Linked DNA regions of Bicyclus anynana: region 1 is linked to region 2. A link is a contact called in public Hi-C data. All regions are on one chromosome and are shown on one strand. The core of a region is the stretch at or near the end of the contact, and the rest is flanking DNA. Distances in the headings are between cores, read along the strand shown. Region 1 has its middle 22 kb from the start of LOC128199267. Region 2 has its middle 21 kb from the start of LOC112057507.

Region 1 (4,636 bases), core at 219-2,718, 170 kb after region 2:
TGGGCCGATTGAGGTTTTCTTAATTGGTCCAGGTCTCGCTGGTGGAAGGCTTCGGCCGTGGCTACTTACCACCCTACCGACAAAGACGTACCGCTAAGCGATTTAGCGTTCCGTTACGATGTCGTGTAGAAACCGAAAGGGGTATGGATTTTCATCCTCCTCTTAACAAGTTAGCCCGCTTCCATCATAGATTGCATCCTCACTTACCATCAAATGAGATTGCCGTCAAGGACTAACTTGTAAATAATAAAAAAAAACCTAAGTTTTTGAGTTTTATCAAGATGGCGCCCTTAAAGCAACTATGACATGACAATTGACAGCCAACGTCAAATCGATTACTGCATTGAAAACGTCATCAATCCGCCATTATTACCCTTAATAGTGTCGCATTTCTTGGGAGATAATGTATATTATTTCGAAAGAATTAAAGTAAATTCGTAGATTTGTATAATCAAAAATAGTTAAAATAAATATTTTATTTCCGCTAGGGTACAATGACTGATCCTTGGCTCCATACAATTTTGGACCATCTCCTTTAAATTGTAATACACACACGGTGTAAGAAAGCGCAGTGTTTATCGATCCCCCATCAAGGGACTGACGACATCAAGCGAGTCGCAGGGATAATAAAAAATCATATGTGATCATATGAAGATCAGTGTTAGATCGTAATCATATACTTTTGACAAAGGGGTAACGTTTGGCAAGTCAGGTCCTATGGTAATTGGTCTGAGTTTATCATAAATATAAACATTGGTCAGAATCAGAATCGGAGTCATATAATCGCAAGAAACATTACATTTTGTTATACATACGAGTAGATGTTGTTATGTCGTAAGGATCACTGTTTATAAGTATGCAAATATTTAATAATAAATAATTAATAAAAGATTAAAAATTATATTTATTTTATCAGCACAGGTAATTTCTTTTTTTTAATTAAGCTCCCTAAGTGATATATTTTCCTATAAAATTAGATGGTTAAGTATCTATTTCATATTTCCGACTGCAACGTTCTCTGCAGCAAAATTTTCTTTTTAGGTAGATAAATATATACCTATTCAAATAATATTCTTATACAAACAAATTAATCTTGCGAATGTATCTTTCCAAATATGTAAACAAACCTTCAATCAGAGAGCTTTTCAAAGCTTTTCACAATAATTTCAATACGGCAAACGGAATGCAATCAATTAGTCAAACAAAATGATCTAAACGCTGTAAACAGTTCCAGCTTCATTTTATTTTACCAAAATGCAGTTGCTATTTGCCGGCGAATATATTTTTATATAGAACAATTATGTAAGCCTGTGATTAATCAACGTGAATAGCAACCTGCCCGCGTTATTGCATAGCTCTATGTACGCGCTCTATAGCGGTGACATCTCATTATATACCGTGTCTATGTATACGCGGGCGATCAGCTATCTAGGACGTTTGCACGCAAAAATCTAGTACTAGGTGCTTGCCCCCGACACTGCACACAGACGCGTCGCCACCCGCGTACACCCACACACGCGCAGCCAAGGAGTGAGACTGCGTGCGAGAAAAAGACAGGCACAAAAAACACCCGTTGGTGTGAGGTGCTGCCCCCAAAAAAAGCACCAAAAACGCAATCTGCGCAACTTTCCGGCGCAGAATCGTTAACGACTCCCGCTCTCTTTATCGTGCACGCCGTGCCTCCTATATTTCTATTTTTTCTCCGCCGACCATTAGACGTAAGACGGATTTTTGCACACGCGAATGTCCGCTTTGCTGCTCGCGGATAGCGAGTATTTTAGAGCGCGCCCGCGTGGCGTATATCTTCAGCGTCGGTCGCGAAACGCACACACTCGCACCGGAACAGAAAATAACGATCGCATTTTTGACCGAAAAGGACGGACAGATGGCTGAAAAGAGAAGAAAAAAACGACAACCATTTTGCTTGGCGCACCTACGACGCGGCTAGGTGAGGTTTATGTATGCTATCTTTTTTTGAGAAAAAAGCCAACCAAAACAAATGCACGTGGCCGGGTGTTATGACCGACGCGGGAAAAATTCCCCCTCCCGCTAAGAGATGCCGTTGCTGGCGCTATTTTTTTCCCGAGCAATTTAGTTATGAAAAAATTAGTACGGTGGCGCTCCAATCGCGAGCTTGGAGTTGCAGCTTCGACGCGCTTAGCGCTGAATGTTGACGCTAATGAGTGCGCCGAACATCATTACTGAATATAATTTAGATTAATTATGCAGTTAAACAAATAATGAAAAACAGGATGGAATTATTGAAGTACAAGCAGAAACTAATGGTTTTTGCATATTATTGTGATATTATCATGCAGTAGTTATGGTAATTTATTTAAACAAAATATTGAACAAATTACTTAACGAGCGTAACGATTTATAACATACATTTTGTTATGAATGCTTTAAAAACTAAGTAAATCATTTTAACAAGAAATATCACATTAAATTTAAATATATTTTTTTTACGCAAATACAAAATTTACTTACTGTCGATCTATACCTACGCAAGTTCGACCAAGTATTACCTAAGGACTAAAAATAGTAATTATACCATTAACATATTCTACTAATGGTCGTTAAAGAGTTATTACATTATCATCCTGCCAATCCGGATTGGGGCAGCATGGCGGGTCTTAGCTCCATATACAGTCTGCTATAAAGCCCTGGCCCTGAAGTGGGCCGTTGGAATAGACTGATAATGATGAATATTAATAAAAATGAGAAGTGTTATTCTACATTTAGGTAGATATTTTTTTATACTTTCTGAAATCTTTTTTGGGTGGTGGGATGCCTCGGCCGTGGCTAGTTACCACCCTACCGGCAAAGACGTACCGCCACGCGATTTAGCGTTCCGGTACGATGCCGTATAGAAACCGAAAACGGTGTGGATTTTCATCCTCCTCCTAACAAGTTAGCACGCTTCCATCTTAGATTGCATCATCACTTACCATCAGGTGAGATTGTAGTCATGGGCTAACTTGTAAAGAATCTGATGTTGATTGCTAAGTAATAGAGAAGCGATCTCCTTATTCTCAAAAAAATATTTAACTTAAGTTCTTTGCTAAAAAATATGTAAATAAAACGAAAATTAAAGTTATTCATAGAAATTAAGCTTAAGCTAAGCTTTGTAAGCGCGCTCGTTGCGGGAGTTAGCAAATGAAACAACAGTTTTTTCGGTTTTAAAACTCTTTAATCGTACTTTCTTTTTTTTCATTTCTTTCATAGTTAAGCGGTATCTACAATTGATATAGTTTATGTAATTACCTAAATAGGAACTGTTATATTAAAAATACGGAACCCTAAAAAAATCGTAAGCTGAAGACAGTAGATACATGCGTAATATTTATTGCTACAAGTACAATCGTAATTACACAAGCCGACGCCCTGCGATTTCAGCCGTGTAGTTCCCGTTCGCGTGAGAAAACGGGGACATAGTATATATGCCTATGACACTCACAAATAACGTGGCTTTCTAGTGGTAATAGAATTTTAGTAATCAGTTCAGTAGATACAGAGATTACCCCTACAATACCACAGACGTTGCCTTTTATAATCTTAATTCTTGAATAAACGTGAAAAGTCATCACTGTAATGTTTGCGTACTCTCTGATGATTACTCTGTTAATTACTTCCTCTGAGTTGAACACTATATCTACTTAGTTACCCGCACTACTGTATAACCCAAGTGCAACTGCCCCTCTCTTGTCCAAGGCTTGTATTTATAGACTAATCTATTGACAGTCTAGGCTGTTGACATATACTATAACTAGCGGACGCCCGCGACTTCGTCCGCGTCGATGTCAACTTTACTACTACCCCTACCCTACCCTACCACTACCCCAACCCTACCCAACCCCTACATCTACCCTATAACGTAAACCTAAGTATATTAAATTTATAATTTTTAAAACACAAAAGGTACTATATCTGCTAATATATAGAAGATAGATATATGGTGTCGCGGACTTTTTTGTACAACTTTAAAAGATACATAAAGCCTCCATACATTAATTTCAATTTTACACAATAGTTAATAATAATAATAATAATAATAATGATTTTTAATAAAGGCAAAAACACCCAATATACAATATACATATTACATGAAAATTATAAAATAAAATAGTGCAAAAAATAATATATAATACAATTTAATTTTTACAATTAAAAACTTACGTGCTAACTGGGAAGGTTAAAAGACTCTTCCCAGGCGTCATCCTAGTCCGGAGTAAAGACTATTTTCTATTATGGTCTTGATGCACAGATAGCCAATATGTAAACAAAGGGCTGGGCATCCCGTCACAAACAGTCTGTAGAATGCTATTACGCGCTGTTCTAAGTCTCTCCCAGAAGGAGGCTACGCGTGTTCTTATAATAGCATAAAAGTCAGGCACTCCCGATTCTGCAAACATGCCTGAGGCACTGCAATACCTAGGCAGACCCATCAAGATGCGAAATGCATCATTGTATTGCACGCGTATTGCTGTGTAGGACTTTCTGCGGAAGTTTGTCCACAGTTGACAGGTATAAAAACACTGGCAATACGCGTTAAACAATGTTTGCTTGACGGGTCTGCTACTTTTGCCAAATCTGCGTGCTAGCATATTACATCGAATCGAAAGTGCCCTCCTTT
Region 2 (4,152 bases), core at 1,391-3,890:
GGATGAAAATCCACACTCCTTTCGGTTTCTACACGGCATCGTACCGGAACGCTAAACCGCTTGGCGGTACGTCTTTGCCGGTAGGGTGGTAACTAGCCACGGCCGAAGTCTCCCACCAGCCAGACCTGGACCAATTAAGAAAATCTCAATCTGCCCAGCCGGGGATCGAACCCAGGACCTCCGTTTTGTAAATCCACCGCGCATATCACTGCGCCACGGAGGCCGGCAGATATCCTATAAGTGGACTTGTCAACCGTATAGAAAATACTCCCTGTAGGTACATGTTAACGTTCACGATTATACCAACACGTGGAAAGTATACTTGTATAGTACTTCAAACGTAACCAATAAATAATATTCCTCCAGCTCGCATAAATAATACGGATTTATGTTTATGTGCGTCATACTTGCGGTGTAGTCCCCTTCGCATTCCTTACAACCAGTGGTTATCAGATTTCTAATATTGAAATCGATGGTCTGTTACTTAGGGTAGTCCACCTATAAATTCTTGTATTAATATACTGTACTAGCTGACGCCGTGTGGTTTTACCCGCGTGGTTCCCGTTCCCTTAAGATTACGGGGACAATTTTTCTCCTATAGCCTTCATAGATAAATGGGCTATCTAACACTGAAAGAATTTTTCAAATCGGACCAGTAGTTCCTGAGATTAGCGCGTTCAATCAAATAAACAAACTCTTCAGCTTTATAATATTAGTATAGACTATAGATTCTATGCTATACGTTCCAAAAAGTATTACTTAGAAAATAAGTAACGATCTTCGATGTTGATAAAAATATCAACTAATGTTTATTTTATTATTATTGCAGGCATTTAAAATAGACAAATAATGTTTATTTTGAGGTATTACTATTTGTTAACAACAACTGAGATGTCATCTACCAACTGTATGATATCCACGAAGGGTTGTCAGTAACCACCGGATGACATTTTGTTTCATTAAAATCTCAATTTCTTATATCTCAACTAACATACATAAAAGGTTCAATGTCCAAATTAGTTTATTGTCAGATTAGGACGGGCCTAATTTGAATTTCATTGTCAGTTGCTTAATCAAAACATGGACAAGTATCTCTAGTATAAAAAGAAACACGATTTCCACAAAAACACACACATTTAAAAAACAATTACCAAATGTGATTTCTAATTATCTTTAGTGATTTTGATTAATTATTATAAAATATATATTTCGTTGTTTTATTTTATTTCTGTAAAATGGCTCCTTTAGAATATAAATAGATTTATAGTCGGTCGGTTTAGTTTTGCACACATTAAGCTACTTGTTATCTTGATTCCCACAGGGATGGTATTTACGCGTGTAAAACCATGGGCCACAGCTATAGAATCGCATATTATTGGACCTACAGAATCCAAACCCCATCATTTATTCTTGCAAGACGTACATCAAACGGATCACGATGCAGGGTTACTTCCATTTAAAGCCCTCGCAAAAAAGGGTAAAGAAAAAAAAATCACCAAGTAAAGACGCAATTACTCCTCAGCAAATCTTCTTGTGCCTTTATCTCTGTTTTTGTACACCTTATTCAGGAAACGTTAAGATTCAAAATTGCGTGTTTCTGTGTATGATTTTCGCAAGTGGAAACTTGTCGAGAGTTCGCTAAAAGCACGGCTGTATCAAAGAAATGCGTCTAATGAATCTATTGATAGCTGAGCCTATGTGTGTATAGTATTTTTAAAACATAAACCAGTCGTGTGCGTGCAAGAAGGGGAGAAGCTAAGAGACGCTTTCTTCGGCCCCTCTTTTCTTATAGAGGGAATGATAACTTTTGATATTTTAGCGGGTTTCAAGGACCTTCCTGTTGTTCATATTTAACCAGTTTTAATTTGATCTACTAGCTGGGTATGTACTAATAGTTTCCTTACAAAGCAGCATCCGCTATGTAGCTTATTCAAGTTTTAATGCAATTCTAACAATATTACACTTCTTTTGAAGTCGGTTAAAACACCATCACACCTCAATAACGTTAGGGCAGACCTAGATAGAGGCCACGTTCTTCTTAATTCTCTGCGTGTGTGAAGTCTGCCAATCCGCATTGGGCCAGCGTGGTGGACTATTTATTGGCCTAATCCTTCTCATTCTGACAAGAGACGTCTAGCTGAGTTTGTTGTGGGCTCTTCTCGGACCAAGGAGCGTTTGGAACCCTCGTAAGTTTAATTTTAAGTTATTGACTATTATTACCACCATTAGATTAAATTAAATTATGACATAATCCTGACCTTTCAAAAGTGCTTGTAAAATGAGCCTAATTGAAATAAATGAATTTTGAATTTTTGAATTTTTGACTCGGGCTCATCAGTGAGCCAAATATAGAAAGAAAAGAAAAAAGCTTTATTAGAGAATTATGCCACAGAACACAATTTGTTCTTTATCAATATCCTGCGATGTGTGGCACAACCCAGTAAAGGGATCCAACTCAGCATAATGCTACATACTCTTTAAATAAAAAGAGCATGCAGCGCTGGTTTTCAGTTGGAACCGTTGACCAGATGATAATGATGATGATGATGAATCTACGCAAGTATCAAATCATATCGATCCGTGCACAAATCACCCCTTATTTCGCGTGGCTCCGTCGATCGTCTCAAAGTTGCGCGCACACACGCGCGCGGCACTATCCGCAACACACCGACGCACACAGACGCATGTCGCGCGAGGGGCGCCTGCCCTTGCAAACTCCTCCTTTATATTTTCTTTGTTATGTAAAAAAATAATAATAGGAGAAAGGGGATCCCAAAATCGATACTCAAATTGCGGTACCCACGATTGGTAAAGATTTCTTTAGATTTTTTTGGGGGTGCATTGTATAAATATAAATACCGGCTACCTATGTTGCCTATTATTTATTACTAGTTACGAATACTGAATTTAAAGAAATTAAATATCACGTGGAGGATATTTAAACTCAAACGGTGAAGGTATTTTTGTAAGGAAACCTGAGAATTTTCATAATTCCATCGTGGCCTAACCCTTCTCATTCCGAGAGGAGACTCGTGCTCAAGTGAGCCGAATATAGGTTGATAATGATGATTGATGAATTTTGATTAATTATCACAACATGGTCGTTTTCTGAAAATATCCACCTTTATAATAAAAGCCCTTTTAAAAAATGCATTACCCATATAGATCGACACTATGCATTAGTGTGTGTGTGTTCTAATTGTGAAACTCTAGTTCAAAAAGTTAATAATAAAATATTTTAACGTATCTATGTGGGTATTATTTTTTACTCATAATTATGATAACCTCTCTAGCAGTTGGAATTGCTTTGCATTAGTAATTTAATGACCAAAAGACAGAACTCCAACTTTTTTCATTCCGATCCGATGCGCATAGCCAATCGGTTATACCTACTATATGGCAATACACATTACACACATTGTTCGAATGCACTATAGGTATCTATAGGTATCTATTTTCTCTTCGATTTCGACTTCCCAACTCCGGGCTGAGGAACTACTGAATAATTCTTAATAGAAACAAAAGCTCAGTTTTTTTCATTTCATTTCATTGTTGACCCAGGACTCGAACCCGTGCCTAACTAACTTCTGGACCAACGAGATGTTTCACCAAAGACGTACTTAATTGATAATAATTAATATCATCATCATTATCAACCCATATTCGACTCACTGCTGAGCTCGAGTCTCCTCTCAGAATGAGAGGGGTTAGGCCAATAGTCCACCACGCTGTCCCAATGCGGATTGGCAGACTTCACAGGTCACACACGCAGAGAATAAAGAAAATTCACTGGTATGTAGGTTTCCTTCACCATTTGTGATACGTGGTATTTAAATTCTTAAAATGCACACAACTGAAAAGTTGGAGGTGAATGCCCTGGACCTTATTTAAACCCATATCGGAGGTAGAGGTCCTAAACTAATATTATAAATGCGAAAGTTACCTTTTTAAAGTTAAACCGATTTGGATGAAATTTGGTAAAGAGATAATTAAATTTAATCTCAATCGACAATGACCTTGGAGCAAAACAGAGTACTTATATTACTTTATTTTTTGGGAGTTTTTATTCTGAAAAAAAATATTGTTCTCGCAGGCACAGTAAATCTTTACTCTGTCGCAGGTGTCCGCTAGTATGTAATCAAATAATTATTT

Evidence for each region. A called contact is a pair of places that touch in the nucleus more often than the background predicts.
Region 1: a Hi-C map of whole body shows a contact between it and region 2, with 4 times the contacts expected there. The contact joins two enhancer-like sites. A contact is called at or near these places in 2 of 2 Hi-C or Micro-C datasets (whole body and whole larva).

The regions. Positions count from the first base shown.
Region 1 is chr21:7,246,728-7,251,363 of ilBicAnyn1.1, forward strand. No RefSeq gene overlaps it. Among protein-coding and RNA genes, the nearest start is that of LOC128199267, 22 kb to the left of the region's middle. Within about 2 kb of position 1,469, at least 8 of the 8 cell types and tissues checked have open chromatin away from gene starts, as enhancers often do.
Region 2 is chr21:7,076,696-7,080,847 of ilBicAnyn1.1, forward strand. No RefSeq gene overlaps it. Among protein-coding and RNA genes, the nearest start is that of LOC112057507, 21 kb to the left of the region's middle. Within about 2 kb of position 2,641, at least 2 of the 8 cell types and tissues checked have open chromatin away from gene starts, as enhancers often do.